2 separate regions of the Sus scrofa genome follow, and region 2 is linked to region 1. Evidence: chromatin contacts called from public Hi-C data. All regions are on one chromosome and are shown on one strand. The core of a region is the stretch at or near the end of the contact, and the rest is flanking DNA. Distances in the headings are between cores, read along the strand shown. Region 1 overlaps AUTS2 (AUTS2, activator of transcription and developmental regulator). Region 2 overlaps AUTS2 (AUTS2, activator of transcription and developmental regulator).

Region 1 (6,083 bases), core at 2,298-4,797:
AGACAAGCAACTCCAGAGAAAGAAGGCACAGGAAACACTGACCCAGACGCTTCATACAAGGGGATGTGAGTTTGAACCCTCCGGGCAGGGTTAAGATTATTAGCAGAGACAAGAGAGTTGGGCCCCAGAAGAAACTATGCTCCATTAAAAGGCCCCGACAAGACAGGATCATGCTTTTATTGCCCTTCCTCAAAAGCAAACACTTCTCCTCTCCATGTGGGCATCTCAAGAGCTGTGTTTTAAGACTCTGATCCAAATTGAAGTGAGTCCAGGTCTGCGACACCTCTTTGCCTCATTCGGAGTGAAGGAGCAAGATGGAATTCCAGGGACCTCGTGACGGAATGCATTCCTAAGCAGAAAGTGGCAATCATTGAATATATCACACACAATGACACCGAGGAGGGCACCGCTCTCTATTCTGCTCAATGGACCTTGCGCGAACAGTTATTTCGTATCTCAAATCCATTTATCATGGCCACCAAAGATGTCAGGGCTGAACACCACTGCTGAACAAAGTTATTTGACTCTTCCTTCTGCCGAAAGGAAATGAGAGGAAAATGAGGGAGAACCCCACCTGGTAAACTACAGCCCCTAACATCAAATACAATTTCGCTTTGCCAGTGACAAAGCAGATCGATTCCCCTTTGGGGCAGGCGGTTTACCTACGACTGTGAAGACATCTCTCACCTAAAAGCAATTTCAGGAGAAGCCACCTACAGAAAACACGAGACTTATTTTCTCACTTAAAGAAGTGAGGGAAGCCGCAACTGTGATACTAAACACGGGTCCCCCATTCTCTCCTCCCCTGTACCTGCGAAAACAGGCAGCTCTGTGGTGCCACAGACGGCAGTTCTGACACCGTCTGGCTTTCATCCCTCCAAAGCCCTCATCTCACCATGTTTACGCTGCTCTCATACTGGATTGGAAGGGGAGGAGACCCTAGAGCCAAGAGGACTATTTTAATCCGGAAAATGGTTTGAGGGATCTTACTATAAATGATGTCATTGGCTCCTCTCGGCTGCATCTCAACAACGACTAGGTCTGACCAAAGAAGAGAGCTCAGGGGAAAAAAAAGGCAAGTCTCATCAAAGGATGCCTGCGACCAGCGATAGTTGAAAACACAAGAATAAAGCTTCTCAGTCACAAAACGTGCACATTTGAAGATAATAGAGGGTCTATCAGTCTTCGGCTCTGCAGGAGGTAAAATGGAGAGCCCTCTTTTTGAAGCTTCTGCAATCCTGTACTGGTCACCTTATCATTCCTAATATATAGGGAGTTCATGAAGCTGGCATTTCTGCAAGTTCTCAGCTTGAACTGGCCAGAGCTCAAACAGCCAATGGGATCTGGGGGGATGAAGAGAAAAACTCCTTGTTTTCCCTCCAGGGTCTCTCAGATGATCACATATTTTCATTCAATGAATAACTTTCAAGTGTCTCCTGTGTTCCAGGTTCATTCCGACCACTCATCAGAAGTACAAATACACTGCCAGAAACAGAGGCGTCCAACCTGAAGTTCTCCAGCTCACAAATTATTTTTCAATATTTTTTTTCCTGTTTGTCACTTGGAAATCCAGGTTTAGTTCATAAAACAATTTCTATGCTGTAAATTTCCACATAGCTCATTGAACTATTATGGGGTTTTTGGAAGTAGGGGAAGAAGTGGCTATTTCACACATTTTTGGAGGGTTCAGCACTTTTTTTCTCCTTAGAAGAAAGGAAGTCACATTTTGCTAGGTATAAACAGACATAAACCCCAAAGACGAAATGCACTTAAAACCCAGAGCTCACAAGCCTCAGCGACTGCCAAAATGGAAAAATGAGTTTCTTGGTCAAAGGAATACTGACCTTCTAGGGCCAGCGGATTTGTAAACCACCTCTCTGAAGCTTAAGCAACAGATCCTCTGCCTCTCTGTCATTGATTTACTGATTCCAAGTCATCAATAGCATTAATCCGCACCTGCCTGGGGACCTATTACAAATGACTTTGCGGACGGTGTGAAGGAAGAGTTTATTACGAGAGCACAGTGTCATAACCGCGGAGACCGTCTCGGCCGTCCTCTTTGGCAGGATGCTCTCTGTGACCCCCCCAAACGCTGCGGTTTTCCCTCCCGGATCCCAGCTGCTTGTGCCTTTGGGTGGGGCCTCGGCTCCCTAGGTTCACTTGAAGGAAAGCCTGGTTCTCTTCAGAGTCCTGGGCGAGCTCATCAAACCCAGCTTTGCTGATGAGGAAAAAGGAAAAGTATGTTATGGGTTAAAATAATACAAGAGTCGATTTTTTCCGCTGTGTTGTGATCCATAGAAATCACCCTGAGCCTTTTCCCTTTCTTCTCTGCCTGGGAAGCCAATTGCTTTGATTGTAGTGATATGAGCTAGCTGAAATGACTTGCCCTTGCTTGTGAGGCAAATGGAACATGCTAATAGAACTTATCGCATTACCCGATGCAAAAGTGCCATAGCTCATTACTTTAAGATAAAAGGATATCATTGCAGACGGCAAGCAGAATTGACTTTCTGAGGCCCGACTTGATGATGATTTAATCAACTGCTCTCTTTCACTTCTCATCTCTGCGCCTGTCGGTTTCACAGGTGCCGTTAAATGAGACACTCAGAAAGGGAGCGGAGGGAAAGAAATTGCTGTCATTACTTTTCAAGAAAGGAGGTATGCAAATTTTCGACAGAAAGATTGCGTTCATAATGGGCCTGGTAAAATACAAGGATCATGCTTGACAGGTGAGGGCAAGCCATTTGTATGTCCTTAAAGCAGAGCAACCTTCCCCGTTTAGAAATGTGCTCGGTAAGAGCAGCTACAAATGAGAGGCCTGGCGGGGCTTGGGGAGCAGCGGGGTGGGACCGCACAGGGTTGGTCCCAGTTCTGGAGAGGGGGAGGGTGCTTAAGGTCTTAAGGCAGCCAAAGCCAGATGAGCAGATAGCAAAGCCTGGCTGCTCTTCAACTGAACCGAAATGCCAACAAGCTCTCAAAGCGACCATCTTGCTCTCTTTCCTCTGTGACTGTGGAGCCAGCTGGCCTGGGTTCACATCCTCGTTCTACCACGTGTGAGCTGTAGGACCTCTGGCAAACAGCCTGCCCTTCAGTGCCTCAGTCTCCTTATCTATCAAATGGGGCTACTGATAGCATCAATCTCAGGAGGCTGTTGAGCGCATTTACTGCATTCATAAAAACATAATAGTAATATATATATATAATGTTTATATAACAAACATAAAAGGGGTTAGAACAGTGCCTGCTACATAGTAAGTGTTAAATACATGTTAAAGATCATTCATTATTTAACCAAGACAAAGGGCTTTTTTGTTTGTCTGTTTAAGGGAATGTGCGACGACGGGTACTGGAAATCTGACTCCAGTGTAGACAGAATGCACTTCTCTGCTGACTTCACATATAGAAGCCTTGCTCCCTGGCGGGTGATGAGTTCCTCAGAGTAGCCTGATGTCCCTGGAATCGTCACAGAGCCTGGTGTAGTTTTAAGGCAGAGGCTCAGTGGCGATTTGATGCCTTGTGGACTCCTCCTCCCCCAGCCCCGCCTTCTTTGCATTCCACGCATCCCTGCAATACTTCCTGTGGTGCTCCCGCCCTTGGAGGAAGCTCCTCCTAGAGTCTGTCTTTGGCTGGGAACCTCTAGCTGGGGAGAGGAAGGGTGCAGCCACCGAGCAAGGACAGCCTGGCTCGAATCACCTTCAGGAAGGCAGAATGAATCTGAATAGATGAAATGATCAGGGTAGAAGGAACAGAGGTGTTTTTTCATCCACTTTGCCTTCAATAGGTAATTGTTCTATTTGCTCTGACACTCAAAGTAAAAGCATCTTTCTTAAAGTGCCTGTAACTCCGAGTTCTTTCTCCCTAGGTAATGAAGCTGCTGCAAACCATTCTTCCTTCCAGCCCCTATGGTTTGGGAAGCACTGAATGTAGTTCCTGCTTTCCATGCTAAGTGGCACCTACGAGATTCAATTCCCTGCCAAAGGGACAAAGTCCACTTCTGCCAAAAAAAAAAAAAAAAGGGAAGAAAGAGGAGAGTCCACAACAGCAGAGCAGTTCTGAGCCATCCATTTTGGAAAAGCCTGGTTCCTGAAGTACAGCTCACCCCTTGTCTCTGCAGCATGCCTCTTTCCGGGTAGGGGTTCGCCATGGGAACTCTCTCCAAGCACTTTCTCCCTAAAAATGCCAGCCAACAGCTATCCGTCAGTAAAAACGAACATCCCGATCAGAGCCCCAGGAGCAAAGTGTGACAACCCCTCTGCGTCTGAGACCTGAAGTTAAGGCTTCGAATGGCAGAGGCAGTGGTGGAACCCCGGTCTGTCCTCCCAAGTTCATGTCCCCAGCAAGCACGACGCCGCACTTGACTGTCTCTCATGCACTATACAAAGGAGTTCCTTGAAAAATATCTTCCTGGGCAAGAGCTTGGCGGAGGGTAAGCGGAAGCAAGCTGAAACTAAAGAGGCTGTGAGGACCACAGGCATCAGCCATGTTTCCCCGCAGCCCTGGTCAGCCCTCCCTTAAGAGCAGGACCTAGTACAACCTGCTCATTAAATCCCAGGCTGACCTCAGTGCGGATGCTGATCCCTCCTTAGCAGCGATGCAGTCTTGGGAAAGGAACTTAGCACCTTGGAGCCCACTTAGTATTTTTAACCTTTAAAAGAGGATGATGCGGACTCCACAAGATTTTTTTTTTTTTGTCTTTTGTCTTTCTAGGGCCGCACCCCCGGCATGTGGAGGTTCCCAGGCTAGGGGTTTAATCGGAGCTACAGCTGCTGGCCTACACTGCAGCCACAGCAATGCCAGATCCAAGCCGCGTCTGCGACCCACACCACAGCTCACGGCAATGCCGGATCCTTAACCCACTGAGCAAGGCCAGGGATCAAACCCCCAACCTCATGGCTCCTGGTTGGATTCCACTGCGCCATGAAGGGAACTCCCCAAGATATTTTTTGAGAATAAAAGAATTTCAAGTATGTGAAAGCAGTCAGAGAGGAACACTAACAGTTTTCTTTTTTCCAACTCATTCATGAAAGATATGTTATTATATCACACACAGAAATGAGGTAACTTAATAGCTGTTTATGTTGGGTTGGATTTTTGTATCATTTTACTGCCAGAGGGGAAATCATATTCTGTAAACATTTCTGCTTGGGAGGTGTTTGAAGACTTGATACTAAGCTGCACGAGAAAACAGAAACAATAACCAAAACAAACAAATAAAACCAGAAACTATCGTTCCCTCTCAAAGAGGAGAACAACAGGAATCTTCCTGGTAACTAATGGTTTTATTTCACGATACAACACAGCAAGGAAAGACTTACGACTTCAGTTTTATAAACATTCTTTTGGTGCTTGGTGCATGGTTTTGGAGGTTAATATAATTTGGACTTACTCTTCAGTCAAATAGTAGTCAGTAACCTTGTGCATAGGGACGAAAGTAAAACACACAGATCTAAGATCTGGAATCTACACCTGCAGGTTATGCAGAGTGCAACAATGACTTATGGGATTTGACACGCTGAAGATAGCCACTCAAATTCAAATTGGCAAAATAAATAAATGGGCAGATACAGAATAAATACCAAAAACATCAAGTGACTATTGGTGCAACTAGGAAGCCAGCCATTTCGGAATTTGTCCAGAGATCCTGACCCATCAGAATTAGCAACTACTTAGCCCTTTGCACAGAGGTTTTTTTTTTTCCCTTTCCTTTTTTTTTTTTTTTTTTTTTAAATATGCAAGGCATATTCAAGGATGGAACTAACAAAATCCGCCAAAGAGCAACCTTGGGAAGAGATCAAACTTCCTAGAGCATTAACTCTGGTAACTGCAAAGATGGGGACTGGTTGAGAGACTATGACTACAGCGGTTGTCACTCAGCAGACTCAGCAGTCCAGCAGACGACAGCCACCCCTCGGGGACACGTGGACAGGTCCATTCCATCTTCCATTTGTGTGGACTTCTCTGGTCATTGTTTCAGCTGTCAGTTTCTAGTACCTCCAACACTATGTCAGTTTTCCTCAAACATATCTCCGACTTTGGTTGTATCCTACTCTTTGTAAACCTGGCACCTGGTAGGTTCTCAATAA
Region 2 (6,083 bases), core at 1,691-4,190, 250 kb before region 1:
TTCCAGTTCTCACTGCAGGTGACACAGAACGACATACAATACTGTCATTACCACTATGTCCCCTTTATTTCAAGTCTCATCTTCCTACTGTAAGGGTGGTTCCCACGACTAATACATAGATCAAGAAAAAATGAATGTATGTGCAAAACAAGTGTTGAACTGTATACATTTATACATAAGCAGTTTAAAATAAAAGAAAATAAATCCTAGATAGATGTTTCCTTTTGTTTTGCATGAATATAAAATACGCTGAGGGCCTTCATGACATTTTAAACCTGATGATATAAATTGTATATGGTAGTATGTTTTCATAAAAACAAATGGCCAAAAAAACTGTTGCATGGAAGGGGGAAACAAGACATGCCTTAAAGACATCGAGAATATGTAGGTGTGAAAGCAAAAATTATAGGAATAGCGTTGCTGTATTGTAATGTTATAGTGAGATTTCTAGGAACACGAGTTTCCCAGCTGAAAACTTGGAGATAAGAGCAGTTCACTGTTCTTCAGTGAAAAAGTGTCCTTTTTCAAATTGTTCACATTGGAATGGCGACGTTACAGTCACAGCTTAAATGGCAGTGGATTATTTTTTTAAGGAAAAAGGCTGTTAGTTAAATCATTCTACACCAAACTGAAATAACTCTTGCAGATTTGGGAACTACCTATTAAAATGAGTCTAACTGGCCCAAAGAAATGTGGAAACAAAGCACTGTACCCACAATACAGAAAGCACGGGGAAGCAGAGGAAAAGGTTCCCCATCCAGCTTTTATTTGCACTTGGGGTGTGTGTGTGTGAGAAAGAGAGAGAGATGAAATAGGACAGAAGCTGGCTAGGAAGAGGCCCTTTGGCTGTCTTGCACGCCCCTACACAACCTCCTTGGTTGGGGCTGCCACCCTTGTCAGTTCTTTGGCCTCCACACCATATTCTCAAGTAGCCAGTCAAGTGATCCTTATGTCTGAAGCAAACTTAGAGGAGGTGATTATTATGATGCCAGCCAGTAAATTATTAAGGAAATAAATCCGACAGAATATTTACGGCGACCTGGGAGTATGCTAATAAAAGCTCTTCCAGCCCTTTAATTTTCTGATACATGCCTTGCAACTGGGAAGGAGGCAGGGGGTCTCAAAAAGGCCTCCATGTAAAAACACCCAGAAGAAACGAGGGCAGCGGGCTCAGGCTAATCATAAAATGAGCTGCAGCATTTCTTTCTGCCGCCCAGGTGGTTCCAACCATGGCGGACCACTGTCCTGAAAAGTCAGAAAAGAGCTTCTCAGCCCGAGTCTGAAGCAGGAACTACGAGAACATTCTCAGCTTTTTCTCCCTGAACTTTCAGATTCTACTTGCGCTTGAAAGCATTTGAACAAATTTGTGGTTCTCTGGATCTTAATCTTTGGGATGTTTTCTTTTTCACTGTTTTTAGGAAAAAGTCTGCAATTCCTTACATTACCTGGAACATTTTCCTGCCCCCCCCCTTTATAATCAGCAGTTCGGCTAATGGAAACGTGCCGAGCCGAGACTTAGCTAGCGAGCAGATCCTCTCCTCTCCTTTATTTTTTTACCACGGGGGCACCTCTACATACTAACGACTTCAGGTTTTGCTCGCCATTTCGTTTCATCCCCCTCGCTCGGTTTCGGAGAGTGAGGGCGTGAAGTGGCTGCATCTAGAAAGGATAGAAAAACAAAGCTCCCTCTTGGCTGTTTTTTATGGGGGGGGGGTTAATACTGAAAAATTGCTAGACGCCGTAGTTGGTGTTTAAAGAAAAGTTAAATAAGTCAAAGAGATTGAAGGAAGGAACACGGAGAATGAGGAAAACGAATAAAAGCCTTCGGAGGAGCAGACAGGGGTGGGACGCAGCCTCTCCTGTTAAAGGTCCACCTTCATTCCCTTCGCTCGCGGACCCCGCGGACGGCCCTCCGCACCCGCACCCGCACCCGGAGGGGCTTTGCAACCAGAAAAGAGAAACCTCCCCGAAACTTGGGTGCGAGTTCTTTGCCCAGCGGCCGCGATCCCAGCCCAGCTCTCCTTTCGCTTCCCTGGGCACCGCGCGTGCGGGCCAGGATCCCGACCTCTGCGCGGGGAAGCGCTACCCCCGGCACCGGTAGCGAGCGCAGCGCCCAGAGCTCTAGCCCGAGCGGGTGCCAGGCCCCGGCCGGAGGCAGGCGCAGCCCCTCGGGGCGGCTCCGGTCCCCGGGCACGACCGCGTAGCTCCGGCCGCTCGCGCCGCCGCTCCCCGCCGGAGCCCGGCGGGCCAGGGGAGGAAAGTACAAAGGCGGGCGACCGGGCCGCGGAGGGAGGGCGGGCGGCGGGAGGGAGGAGGGGTGGCGGCGGGGGGTTCGGGCGCGCCAGACGCGAGGAGCTCGCCCCTGCCACCCCTGCCCGCCGGCCCGGCCGCCGCAACAAAAGACCCCCGGCCCGCCGCTCCCTCCCGACCACCGGCGGCAAGCGAGGGAGCCGCGCCCCCGGGGCTGCATTACCTGGTCGTAAAGGGTTAAGCAGTCCTGTCAGCCCCAAGTTCATGGTTTGGTTCCAGAGCAAGGCTCACGATGGGGGATCGTCAGAGACCAGGGGGAAAGCCAGCCAAACACACGAAGAGAAAACGCCCAACTCCGACCGGGCTCCGTCCGCGCGAGTCTCTCCTTTCCAGGTGAAAGTCTGAAAGCGGAGGCACGCCAACCAAATCCGTACGGGCGGCAGCTCCGGGGCGGCCGAGCGCCAGCGCCTGCACACATCCAGCGCGGCCGAGGCCAAGCGGGCGGCGGCGACGGGCGGGCGGCCGGGAGGGAGCGCCCAGCCGGCGCTCGCCCGCTGCCTCCGGGCGGCTCCGGCGGCGCGCGGGGCCGCGGGGCACGGCGGGGACCGGAGGGGCGTCCCGGGCGGGCCGGCGAGCGGGCGAGGCGGAGAGGAGCGGCCCGAGCCGCGGCCGCGGCGCGCGGAGCTAAGAGCGAGGCGGCGGCGGCGACAGGACAAAGGAGACCATGTGCGGAGGGGAGGAGGGAGAGGGAGGAGGAGGAGGAGGGCGCGCGGCGGCGGCGGCGGCGGCGGCGGCGGCTTCTCCCCGGCGGCCGCCTCGGGCTCCCCGACTGCCGCTCCCGCCTCTCCAGCAGCACCGCGGGCCGACCAGTCCCGGTCCCGGTCCCGCCGCCACCGCCGCGGCGCTGGAGGAGACGCTCTGGGAGTCTTTATTCGGAGCCGATCTCACTGGCGCGCGGCGCGGGCGGCGCTGCAGCGGCCGGGGCGCCGGGCGGGCTACGCGGGGCCGGCGGCGCCTCCCGGCCGGAGCTCGCGGGCGGACGGGCAGCGCCTAGGGCTGGCTCGGCTCCGGCCCGCGCTCCGCTCGCGGGCGCCTGCCTCTCCCGCCGGCTCGCCGCTCAAGTAAACTCCATCGGCCGCCGGCGCCGCGGGTTCCCTGGCTGGACGGGTGGCGGGAGGGGGCGGCGGCGGCACAGGGGCCCCTCGCTCCGGACTTCGCTCCCCGACTGCGCCGAGCGCGCCTCCTCCAGACGCTCGCAGCTCTCGGAGCGGGACTTCCTCGGCGCGCCGAGCCCGAGCCGCCGGTGCCGCCGCCCCTCCTCCGTCCCGCCCCGCGCGCCCCGCCCCTCGCCGCCCCTCCTCTCGGCCCCGGCGCCGGGTCGGCCCCGCGGGGGCGCAGTCCCCGGGCTCGGCCTCGACAGCTGTCGCTTCCCCCTCCCACCCCCGCGGCTCGGGCCCGAGGTCCCCACGGCCGCCTTCCCGGCGGGCGGGCGCGGCGGGCACTGCCGTGTCCTCCCCGCAGCTGCGGCTTCCACGACTGCGCCGCGGCAGGGAAAGGCCACTAGGCCCACAGGCTGGGGCTGTATTGCCACTAGGCCAGTCACATCTGCAGAGAGCCAGCTCTCAGGGTAGTTGTGATGAGAAATGAGAAAGTAAGTTATGGAAACCACCTGGCACATAGTAGGTGTTCAATAAGTACATTGTTGAAAATGGAGGCGGGGGGGGGGTGCGCAGCCAGAGTCTAGTATTCGAAGAAAGTACTTAATCCAACCTTATCCCCGCCTGGTCAAAGGCTGAACACAGCGGCTCAAGGATACCAGCGCATGAAGTGGCCGTTACAAGTGCCCCTCCCCTTAGTCCTCAAATCCACTGTCATTTATACACCTTCCATCCACAAATGTGGCGCTGGTTGTGACCGCCAGATGCAGGGAAAGGATTAAAGCAAAGCCACAGCCTCACTGAATGCACAATTACTATCATCCTAACATTTACCGTCATGTGTTCTCTAGCGCCCTGTGTAGCGCCTGCCCGAAAGGGGTGGCGGGGAGGGCGGAGGTGCTCAATGACCACAAACTTGGCCCCTAGTGGATGCCCCTGAGCAACACACGGGCAACCAGAGCGCCAAAGCTCCCTTCTGTCCAGTCTGGTGGGCCCCTGGCCAGAATTCTGGCCTCCTTACGCTACTACCCCAACCACAGAGGCCCTGCAAGAGTACCAGGCCATACCTGGGGGCAAGGAGACACCCCCCCCCCCGCAAACATCTGGAGTTTTCATTCCCCATCTGCAGCTTGGCAGGGTCCCTCCTTGGTGCATAGGAAAGGTTGCTGAGGTTTTCTCAGCACAGGGCAAACAGGCCAGCAGAGACCTAGGTTGCAACTGGGAGGGTTCTAGGGTAGAGCCAGTGGGTGAGAGCTCCTGATTTCCCTTCAGTGCCACGGTCACCTGGAGTGCTACTGGGAAAGAGGAAAAAGGGACAGGGCTGGGAGAGATGTACATCACATACAAATGACATGGAGACTGGTTTCAAGCAGCAATGTCCATTCCTCACCTCTTTGAAGTTGAACATCCATCTCTGCTTGATTTCACGGCCCTCTCGAGAAAACCTCTCCAGGGAAAAAAAGTGGGTGCCTGCCGTATGGCATAATTCTTCTCCAACTTCCAAATACAATTAATTTCAGAAGTAAGAGGCACTCTCTCTCTAGTTTCACAACACCTCCCCCAACCCAAATGGTAGCACTGTGGGGTGTTTCTACCAATTTTTTTTTTTTTTTTAAAGATAGGTAACAGATTTTTCTCTACCCTGACTCCCAAAGAAATCCAAAGAAAAGGTGCCTTGGAAAGTGTGAATTTGGAGCTGGATTTTCCAGTTGCTTAAGAGCTGTCTCAAAAACAGCCAAAAAGAGTTCTTGTCATGGCTCAGCCGTAACGAACCCAACTAGTATCCATGAGGACACGGGTTCAATCCCTGGCCTCACTCAGTGGGTTAAGACTCTAGCGTGGCTGTGAGCTGTGGTGTAGGTCACAGACATGACTCAGATCCTGTGTTGCTGTGGCTGTGGATTTGACCCCTAGCCTAGGCACTTCCATATGCCACAGGTGCCACCCTAAAAAAGCAAAAACAAACAAACACACACGAAAAACCTGCCAAAGCCCTCAAGAAGCCAGCGGGCATTGATTCTGAAGCTGTTTCTACGATACCAACATAGCTCAAAGGCAAACATTACCTTTTCAAGAAAAGACATTAAAATGTTTCCGAGCAATCAAAATGGGACAGTTTTCTTGTCTTGTTTGCTAATAAAATCAATATTACAGGGAAGAAATTGCCAGGTCCCCTACAGGATAAACTGAGACGCACAAAAGTGTGGGCAACTTAGGTGACCAGCTCAAACAACCACTTAGCCCTCCAAGGGCTTTCATCAGGCAGCACTGCTGACACCTGCCACGCAGCACATTGGATTGTCATCTCTGATTATCAGGGATTAGACCTCAGATGAAAGCCTGGGACAGATCTGCAGGCGTCTCTGTATCTTGATTATCTGTAATCAAGAGGAATGCAGAACCGCCAAGAGATTAGCTTCTGGAGAAGCCGCAGACAGGGCCTCTGCACCCCAGCATCCATATGCAGGCCCCCTGCACCCCACCGGCGCCCCTTGCCCTGGCACAGTCGCATCGCCACTTCATTCCTCAGCCTCTCACCAGACACACCAATGAGTCCATTCTAATTGGGTTCCAAGCTTCTCTCTTCCCTCTCCTTTCTGGAAGGGAGGGAACCAATGTCAAAATTGGAAGGGAGTAGCTACAGCCAGCACCAGAAGTAGAAAGAAGGAAGACAAG

The links. Hi-C and Micro-C count contacts between places; a contact is called where the count stands out from the background.
Region 2: a Hi-C map of embryonic fibroblasts shows a contact between it and region 1, with 2.5 times the contacts expected there. A contact is called at or near these places in 1 of 47 Hi-C or Micro-C datasets (embryonic fibroblasts) and 1 of 2 datasets of targeted methods (skeletal muscle).

What each region holds. Positions count from the first base shown.
Region 1 is chr3:14,448,510-14,454,592 of Sscrofa11.1, reverse strand. The region is part of intron 4 of AUTS2 (AUTS2, activator of transcription and developmental regulator); the gene reads right to left. Among named protein-coding and RNA genes, the nearest start is that of GALNT17, 570 kb to the left of the region's middle.
Region 2 is chr3:14,698,553-14,704,635 of Sscrofa11.1, reverse strand. All of the region lies in intron 5 of AUTS2 (AUTS2, activator of transcription and developmental regulator), which reads right to left. Among named protein-coding and RNA genes, the nearest start is that of GALNT17, 320 kb to the left of the region's middle.